Regions from separate parts of the Canis lupus genome. Here region 1 is linked to region 2. Evidence: chromatin contacts called from public Hi-C data. All regions are on one chromosome and are shown on one strand. Each heading gives the region's core, a stretch centred on a gene start, on an enhancer-like site or on the middle of the called end of the contact. The rest is flanking DNA. Distances are from core to core; before and after follow the strand shown.

Region 1 (4,313 bases), core at 1,208-3,707, 150 kb before region 2:
GGCTCAGGGTGTGATCCTGCAGTCTCAGGATCGAGTCCCACATCAGGCTTCCTGCTTGGAGCCTGCTTCTCCCTCTGCCTACATCTCTGCCTCTCTCTTCTGTGTCTCTCATGAATAAATAAATAAAATCTTAAAAAAAAAAAAAAAAAGAAATTATCTGGGCCACTTCCTGGTCACCTGAGCCAGGTGAGCCTCCTCCACATTTCCTCTTCATCCTTGCCGCCGCCTGCCTCTGACCCAGGAATGGTAGCAACCCAGTTTTGACAGGACGGACAGCACTGCCCCAGAGCAGCGGTCTTCAGATTTCACTGTGCAGACAGATCACCTGAGGATCTTCAAACACAGATACTGATTCAGAAGATGTGCTTGGGGCCTGCGACTCTGTAGTTCTAGTGAGCTTCTAGGTAATGTCAATGCTGCTGGCCTGCAGACCACACTCTTGAGTACAAGACCCTACAGGCTGGCAAAGCTGCACTTTTAGCCTTGATCTTCGTATGACCTGTGGAACATGCTGAACTACCCACGCTGGGCTGTTTTTTGGGAAAAAAAAAAAAATTAAGTTCTATGTTATTGAATCATTGCATTTTTAGCCTTCATCCTAGCACCACTGGGGTATAGAATTCCAGATTAGAACAACTTAGTAAATAAACTTTCATTTAATACCTATTTTCTCGTTTTAGTTCTAAGCTTTTTTTTTTTTTTTTTTTTTAATTAATTTAAGTAATCTCTACACCCAACATGGGGCTTGAACTCACTACCCGGAGATCAAGAGTCACATGCCCTTCTGACTGGGCCAGCCAGCTACCCCTAATCTCTGTTTTCAATACAACTGTGCCCAGTGGGGCAGGGGCAGGTGGGGAGGGCCTTCCATGCCAAAGGCCCTGTTTTCCACCTTCAACAACAACAACAACAAAACCTCCAGTATTTGATGGGTTGGAGCTGAGTGGTTGTACAGAGATATATACAGCAAAGGAGAAAATCTGGGGAAGGGGTATCTATTTCAAATAATCCTCCTCATTTTAGTATCACCTACATCCCAGTTGTACACGATGCCACTAAATTAAGAGTAAATCATGTTGCTTTGAAGCTTTCTCCACTGCTGGCTTAATGACCACTTCACTGCTAAATCAGTCACCACTTTCCCTCTGTCTTCCAGCTTCTACTTAATTTTGCTATTAATTCCTATCCCTGGAACACCTGGGTTGCTCAGTGGTTGGCCATCTGCCTTTGGCTCAGGTTGTGATCCCAGGACTGGAGATGGAGTCCCACATCGGGCTCCTTACAGGGGGCCTGCTTCTCCTCCCTCTGCCTGTGTGTCTCTGCCTCTCTTTCTGTGTCTCTCATAGATAAATAAATAAAATATTTTTTAAAAATTCCTCTCTCTCTCTGACCCCTTAATAAAAATTCCCTTGCTGTTACTTTATTAGGATTTTAAAAAGGAGTGAAGTTCCATGCGAGGTCCCTCACACTGAACTCAAAGTCTCCATTCATCTTGCTATCCCTGAGCCAACCAGCTTCATTCCCAATCTTCCAGAGGCTGTCCCCCTCCCCCGCCAAAGGTACACCTGGCCATAACACACTTCTTGTTATGAAGATCCTTCAAGGGTTCCCAAGGGCTTCGGGAGCAAAGTCCAAATGACTTAGCTGGGAAGCCCCTTGCTGATCTGGCTCCAACTCCATCAAGCCGCTGCCACATTGCACTGGCGGCTCCCGTCAAACTGGCTCCCTGGCTGCACCGGCGCTGCACCAGGCACCCCCTTCCTCAGCACCATGCACCCGCTGGGGCCGACCCCCTCTTCCACTGCAGCCTCTCGTCCACCTGATGATCCCTAAGCTCGTCTCCAGCAACGCTTATCCCCTCCACCCCCGCTCCAATCCTCTCTCTGGGCTCCCGGAGGGCCACCTCGCTGTCACGTGACAGTCCATCCCATTCATCCCGCAGCCCCAGACCCCACCTGTACCAGGCAACCAGAAAGGGAAAGGGGGAAGGCTGAAAGGAGCCAGCTCCTGTGAACAAGCTGCAAAGCCTGGGTGTCAGCGGGGCTCCCGCCCGCGGGGGCAATCGCTGGGGCGATGAACAAGGCGACACTCACCGGGTCAGGCCTCCCCAGGCCCCGACGGACGGCGGAGCGGGCCGGGCAAGCAGAGCATCCCAGAGCTCCCACCATCATCCCCCAGCACCAGCAGCCGCGCGGGCGCTTCTCGTAGAAGAAACCAAATACAGACGCGCCCCCACCCGCCACCCCCGCTCCGGGAATGTCGCGAAGGCTGCGGGCTGAGGGACCTCGGGCGGGGAAGCCAGGCTTCACGACCGCCTCTTACCACAGTTGGTCGCGAGGTGGCGGTGGCGGTGGCGGCGCAAACCGGGGAGTGCGCACAACACCCTGGGAGTTTGTAGTCCCCCCGCCCCCCGCCAGGCGAGACCGCGCCGAGCATCCTGGGAATTGTAGTCGCAGCCCGAGCACGCCCTGCGCAGGCGCACACCGACAGCCGTTTCCGGGCTCCCGCGTCGCGTCTCGCCGAGGAGAAAAGCCCGTGGAGGGCTCACCGAGCGACGATGGCTACCTACAGCCTGGCGAACGAGAGGCTCCGCGCCCTGGAGGACATCGAACGGGAAATCGGCGCCATTCTGCAGAACGCAGGTTCGGGACGCGACGGCTGGTGGCGGGGAGCGAGGCGGGGCAGGGCTGCACCTGTGCCTGCCGCCGCCCCTCAGCAGGGATGAGAGGGCCCCCCCCAGAGGGACTCCCCCAGGTGGCCGCGGTGGGGGGTGGGGCAGGCAGCACGGCTCGCTCCGGCTAGCGCCGGCCCTGTCTCCTCCCCCGCAGGGACCGTGATCCTGGAGCTGTCCAAGGAGAAGACCAACGAGCGGCTCCTGGACCGGCAGGCGGCGGCCTTCACGGCGTCTGTGCAGCACGTGGAGGCGGAGCTGTCGGCTCAGATCCGCTACCTCACCCAGGTGTGTACGTGGTGGGGTGCTGGCCCCCTCCCGCTCTCCGCCCCTGCCCTGGCCGCCGACACCGCGGGCACCCCAGACCCCACCCTCTATCCCATCCCCCCATCCTACCCCCCTCCCAGCCAGCCAGCCAGCCAGCCAGCCGAGACCCGGGACTGGGTGACCCTTCCAGACCCAGCTTCTCCTTCCTGAAGGAAATACTTAAAGGTGGCCCTGCCCAATTCACTGGTAAGCGCTACGAGAGCCGCTGGACAGGGAAGCCCTGGGAAAGAATCTGTGAACCCTGCCAAAGCCACAAGAGTTTGCACTCAAGACACTTGACCTGACCTTGGGGCCCTGAAGTGGCAACGCCCTAAGAAAAGGGACAAGGTTCAGAGGGTTCTGGAGTCTTTTTTTATAACAGCAACCGCCCTGCATTAAGTTTTTACAATGTGTCAGAGATTGCAACAAGTCTAGGAAGTAGTTACTGTTGCCCACACTTGATAGATGAGGTTAACAAGTGAAGTGATTTACTCTAGGTCAGCCAGCCACCTCCCCAGCCTTAAAGGCTTCACACCCAGGGAAGAAATGAGATGGGAAAGCCGCTACTTGGCTGGGGAGATGGGGAAGGGAAGGGGTGCCTCACTGACCCATCTGAATATCCTGTAGGTGGCCACGGGGCAGCCCCACGAGGGCTCCAGCTACTCTTCCAGAAAGGACTGTCAGATGGCCCTGAAGCGAGTGGACTATGCTCGCCTCAAGCTCAGTGATGTGGCCCGAACCTGTGAGCAGATGCTGGAAAACTAGGCCAACCTAGCAAGAACTTGGAGACCACCACCGGCACTCTGGACAAAACCTGGAGACCTGTACAGTGGGCAGTAGGGGCTGCCACACACGTGCCCTACTGGACTGAGTATGCAAGGGCTGAATGGCAGAAAGTGGGAACGGAGAATCTTGTGAGACCAAGCCTGCCCACAGTGATGCCCTGGCTCCTCCAGCAGGGTGCTCTGCTCACCACAAAACTGCTGACAAGTTCAGGCAGAGGGGAGATTCAGACACCAATCTTACTTCCTCAAACCTTTCATGTCCCTACCCCAGGCTTCTTCAGACTGGACTAATGGAGGCACGTTCTTTTTCATTGAAAGAGACAAAACCAGAACTAGGGGCTTTAATAATAAAAACAACAGCAATGAAAGCAAGGAGCTCAGACTCTCACTGGAACATATGTGGGTGATATGAACAGGGATTGAGGAAATAAAACCCAAGTGCATGGCACCTGCTGAGGAACGGTGGGAAGGCCCACCCCCGCACTGTGGGGGTGGAAGGAGGAAGCAGGAGAGGCCTGAGGCTGGGGAGGAACAGCTGGTGTGTGATGAGA
Region 2 (3,974 bases), core at 908-3,407:
CCCCTTCACTCACCCTCCATAATGTGGGGACTCCCTCCTCCCGGGCGATTCGGATCAGGGCATTAAACACATTTTTGTAGCCACGGCGCTGGTCAGGTGGAAGCCTAGTGGGAAGGTGGGGAGAGGCCAAGCTCAGGATACACCACTCTGCCCCACAGGAGCAAAGAAAGGGAGGCCAGGACACATTAGTGCTCTGCTCCAGACCAAGAAATCCATTCTGAGTCTAGATTCCAGGGAACAGAGCTAGGGCAGGCTCAGACCTGGAACTCACCGGCCGTCGGCAGTCATGCGGATGAGTGCCACCTCAGCTGGCGTTCCCACAAAGGCACCAGTTGCACCTGCCGTCATGCCAATCAGGGCCTTCAGCAGAAAGCCAGGGGGTGTACCATCAGCCCCCGTCAGGCGCTCAAACAGCACCGTATAGATGCCAAGGCGGGTGGTGGTGTAGGTGGCCTGGCGCAGCAGGCCAGCTGACAGCCTGGGGAGCGAAGGGGTCAGTGCATCAGGCCCAGGTCTGGAGTTGCCAACCCATACCCTACGCCCCCATCTTGTGGCCCCAGTACCCAGTGTAAATGCCCCTCAGCCCTTCTGCCCTCAGGATGCTGGTGAGGGCATGGAAGCTAGTTTTGTACTCTCGTGTCTTGGCTCCCTCTCCGCTCAGCTGCATCCGGTTCTTCACCAGATCCAGCGGTTGCACAAACACCGTAGCTCCCATCCTGGAAGAAGACAGAAGCAGGGTCAAAAGCCAGGTGTCCCTTGACTACCGTCCTATGCCCACTGGAACCTAGCAACGAGATGTCACAAGGTACAGGGCCTGCCACGTGATTAATTAAGTGTTCAGGAGGCTAGTGGCTATGTGTGTAAGTCTCTGCGTGGACCAACAGCCACAGGTCTGAAAAGTCCAGCAGTCCAGCGAGGGCCATACAGTGAAAGTGTTCCACGGAGTTCCAAGGGGGTCAAGTGGTGACCTGAAACTGCCTGCAGTCCCACCCAGAGAGAGGAGAGGGGGCACTCATGACCTGCGGCTTCGCCCAGTCCGACAGGTACCATGCAATGACCTGGAACCGCACACGATCCGGGAGAGCCAAGCAGTGGGTGCGAAACTCCAGAGAAGGCCGGGGGGCCAAGCAAGGAGGCTGCGAGCAAGGAGGGTGCACGCAGCCCAGCGGGGGCCGTGCATTGGGTGAGAAGTCCTGGCAGCCATCAAGAACCTCGGCAACGCGCTGGGGACCGCGCTGACCCCGTGCCGCACACCCGAATCCCAAGCGGGCCCGACTCCTTGCAACCGGCCCTTCCTCCTCCCTTCCCGGCCCCGGGGCCCGAGCTTACCCTGCCAGGCCCCCAAATAGGAACTTGACGGACTTAGGGGAGGTGCGGGGCTTCCCGTCCACCCCGCCGGCCCCAGGACTCGCCGTCGCCGCCATCGCCGCTCAGTGGCCCTCGGCGCCGGGTCCTGTGCGCGCGCGGTCCCACTCGCGCCCAAGGTGACACCGCGCGCGCAACAGGGCCGAGGGCGCGCGCACGCCCCTCCGGCTCTCGGGTCCAGCTCCAGCTGGAAGCCGGCGCAGGCGCAGGCGCGCGGCGCAAAGGCGGCCGGGAGAAAGGCGGAGCCGAAGGCGGGGCCTCCAGGAGGGGAGCGGGAAGGGGTGTGGCCGGCTCAGGAAGCCATAGCTTAGACGCAGTTTTCACGAGATTGGACTCGCGGGAAAATAAGAGGGTATGGAGATCTCGCGAGACAGAGTGCGCCTGGGAAGCCAGAGCGAGGTGTGGAGGTTGGCCTGGGTATGGGGTGGGGAAAGAGGGTGTCTCTCGCGATAGCACGCAGCGAGCATTCGGAGGGTGGGAGGGAAAGTGTGGCGAGGACTCTCGCGAGACTGGAAGGTACCGCGGCCGCGGCGGCGGCGGCGGGCCCGGGATGGTGGAGAGGTTCGTAAATCGGACCGCTCCGAGATCCCGGGCGTCAGAGGGGGAACGACTAGGTCGTCTGCTGGGGCTTGGGCGCTCGCTGCATCTGCAGAGGCACGCCCTCCACCCACCCTCCCTCCACTCCCAACCTTTCCTTTGACAGGCCTTTCAGGACCGGAAGTCCTTCCTCTTGAGCGCCCAATGCCGGAGGCGGCCTGACTTTCTTTCCCGGAAGCCCTTTTCCAGCCGCGAGGAAGACAGTTCACCTGCCCGGAAGTCCCGCCTCTCGGGGCGTCCCCACCCTGCCAGAAGTTCTCCTGTCACCTGTGCCGGCTTCCGGGCCCCCTTCCCGGGTTTGTCCCTGCGCCCGCGGAGGATCTGTTTGGTGTCTCCCTCCCTGCTCCACGGGCCGGGCTGGGGACCCCGCTCCCGGACCCAGGGTTCGACCCCCGCGCCCCCATGTAGCTGGGAAGCGGGGCCTGGGGGTGGTCGGACCCCTGGGATTCTGAAGGGGGACGGAGAGGGCGCGGAACCCCGCTTGTGCCGCTGCTGCCGGGACGCGGCGTCCTCGGGATCCCCCCGTCGCTGCCATGCGCCCCGCGGCCTTCCCGCTTCCTGTGGTCGTGGCCGCCGTGCTGTGGGGAGCGTCCCCCGCGCGGGCGCTCATCAGAGCGGTGAGTCTGGGGACCTGTGCGCGAGGGGACGCCGGGGGCGGGGCTGCAGGGGTGTCGTCCCCCGCGCGGGGAGGGGGCGCCGGAGGGCGGGGCTGCAGGCTCCTGGGGGAACACGGGCTCTCCTGTCCGCAGACCTCCGACCACAATGCCAGCATGGACTTTGCAGACCTGCCAGCTCTCTTTGGGGCTGCCCTGAGCCAGGAGGGACTTCAGGTGATTGCTTTCCCTTTGACCCTTTTCCCTACATCCTCTCTTGTGGGCGGGGAAGGGGATTAGGGCAGCCCTTTGCCCTCGCAGTGTAGGAAGTACAGGTGCAGGAGCGCAGGTAGGATGGAATTCGGAATCTGGAGGGAGAAGACAGTCTGCCCCCGGAACCTTGAGCCTGGTGGAGGGGCGCTGGAAATTGACTACGATGACAGGTGGGCATGGGGTCAGCAGGGTCTCTGGAGCCAGCTCTAGGGTTATATGGTTGTATGATCTCTCTGCAGCCTGGTATGTGTTACTGTAAATAGGGTTGAGGGAGGTTTTCTCGAGGTTATTGTAAGAAGTGATTTTAGTGGTTTTGTAATACTTCAGCATTAAGTCTGTTGTGTTAAAGCAAAAATTCAGTTGGGCCATAGGTGTCAGTGTAGTTGGTAGCAAGAAGGGTGGTTGGATGATTGAGCAATTGAACGTGGTAGGAAAGAAAGAAACAAAGGAACACTGCCAGTGTGGGGATTTTCAAGGTCTTATTGGCTTTAGTCAACAGTTCATGAATCGGGCAGCATCCTGTCTAACAGATAGAAAGGAGCTTCGAAGAGCTGTACGGAAATGACAGACTTTTGTAGGCACGAGGTGGCAGGACAAGTAAGTTTATGCTAGTGGTAGAACTGACCGTGGCGAGATGGTCTTTCTGAGAGGGATGGCAAGGATCTGTTGGGCAGCTGACCTCGCGAGATCTGAGCGGGTGATTCCAGATGGGCTGGTTTACAATTCTGTTCTTGGGGGAGGCCGAATCTGTACTTCAGTTAGGTTTTTAAGTCTCAGTTTGGTGCTGTGGGGCTTAGCGCAAGTGACTCTGTTTTGGGGTTCTTGCTGTATTCCTAACAGAGGGGAGTGTGTCCTGTAGGAGTGTGTGCTGGGGAAGGGCCCGGGGAACAGAGCCTGCCAGGGAGCAACCCGGCTGAGCGGAGGATTGGCTTACAACATGGGAAACTGAAGGCCGAAGAATCTGAATTAGCTTGGAGTGTGGGACAGGGAGAGGGGTGATGGGGGGTTTGGCCAAGGGCTATCGTTTGAGGCACTTGCATCTTCAGGAGGTGGACTTCTGAGTGGGGCGGGATGCTCCAGGGTGAAGGAGTGAGGGGCAGAGTATGTGCAGTGGGGGGGAGCCAGTATGTTAGGTGGGCCCCTGTG

The links. A called contact is a pair of places that touch in the nucleus more often than the background predicts.
Region 1: a Hi-C map of blood shows a contact between it and region 2, with 2.5 times the contacts expected there. The contact joins the promoter of MED11 here to the promoter of SLC25A11 in region 2.

Annotation. Positions count from the first base shown.
Region 1 is chr5:32,028,393-32,032,705 of UU_Cfam_GSD_1.0, reverse strand. MED11 (mediator of RNA polymerase II transcription subunit 11) reads left to right here and starts at 2,457. Exons shown (of 4, transcript XM_038536589.1): 1 at 2,457-2,642; 2 at 2,829-2,959; 3 at 3,079-3,184; 4 at 3,605-4,313. The coding sequence starts at 2,558. The coding sequence ends at 3,705. CXCL16 (C-X-C motif chemokine 16) reads right to left here. Exons shown (of 6, transcript XM_038536588.1): 6 at 4,091-4,313.
Region 2 is chr5:31,880,999-31,884,972 of UU_Cfam_GSD_1.0, reverse strand. It overlaps SLC25A11 (mitochondrial 2-oxoglutarate/malate carrier protein), which reads right to left and starts at 2,157. Exons shown (of 8, transcript XM_038536549.1): 1 at 2,060-2,157; 2 at 564-716; 3 at 272-478; 4 at 14-104. The coding sequence starts at 715. RNF167 (E3 ubiquitin-protein ligase RNF167) reads left to right here and starts at 1,626. Exons shown (of 10, transcript XM_038536541.1): 1 at 1,626-1,764; 2 at 2,069-2,258; 3 at 2,712-2,792. The coding sequence starts at 1,720.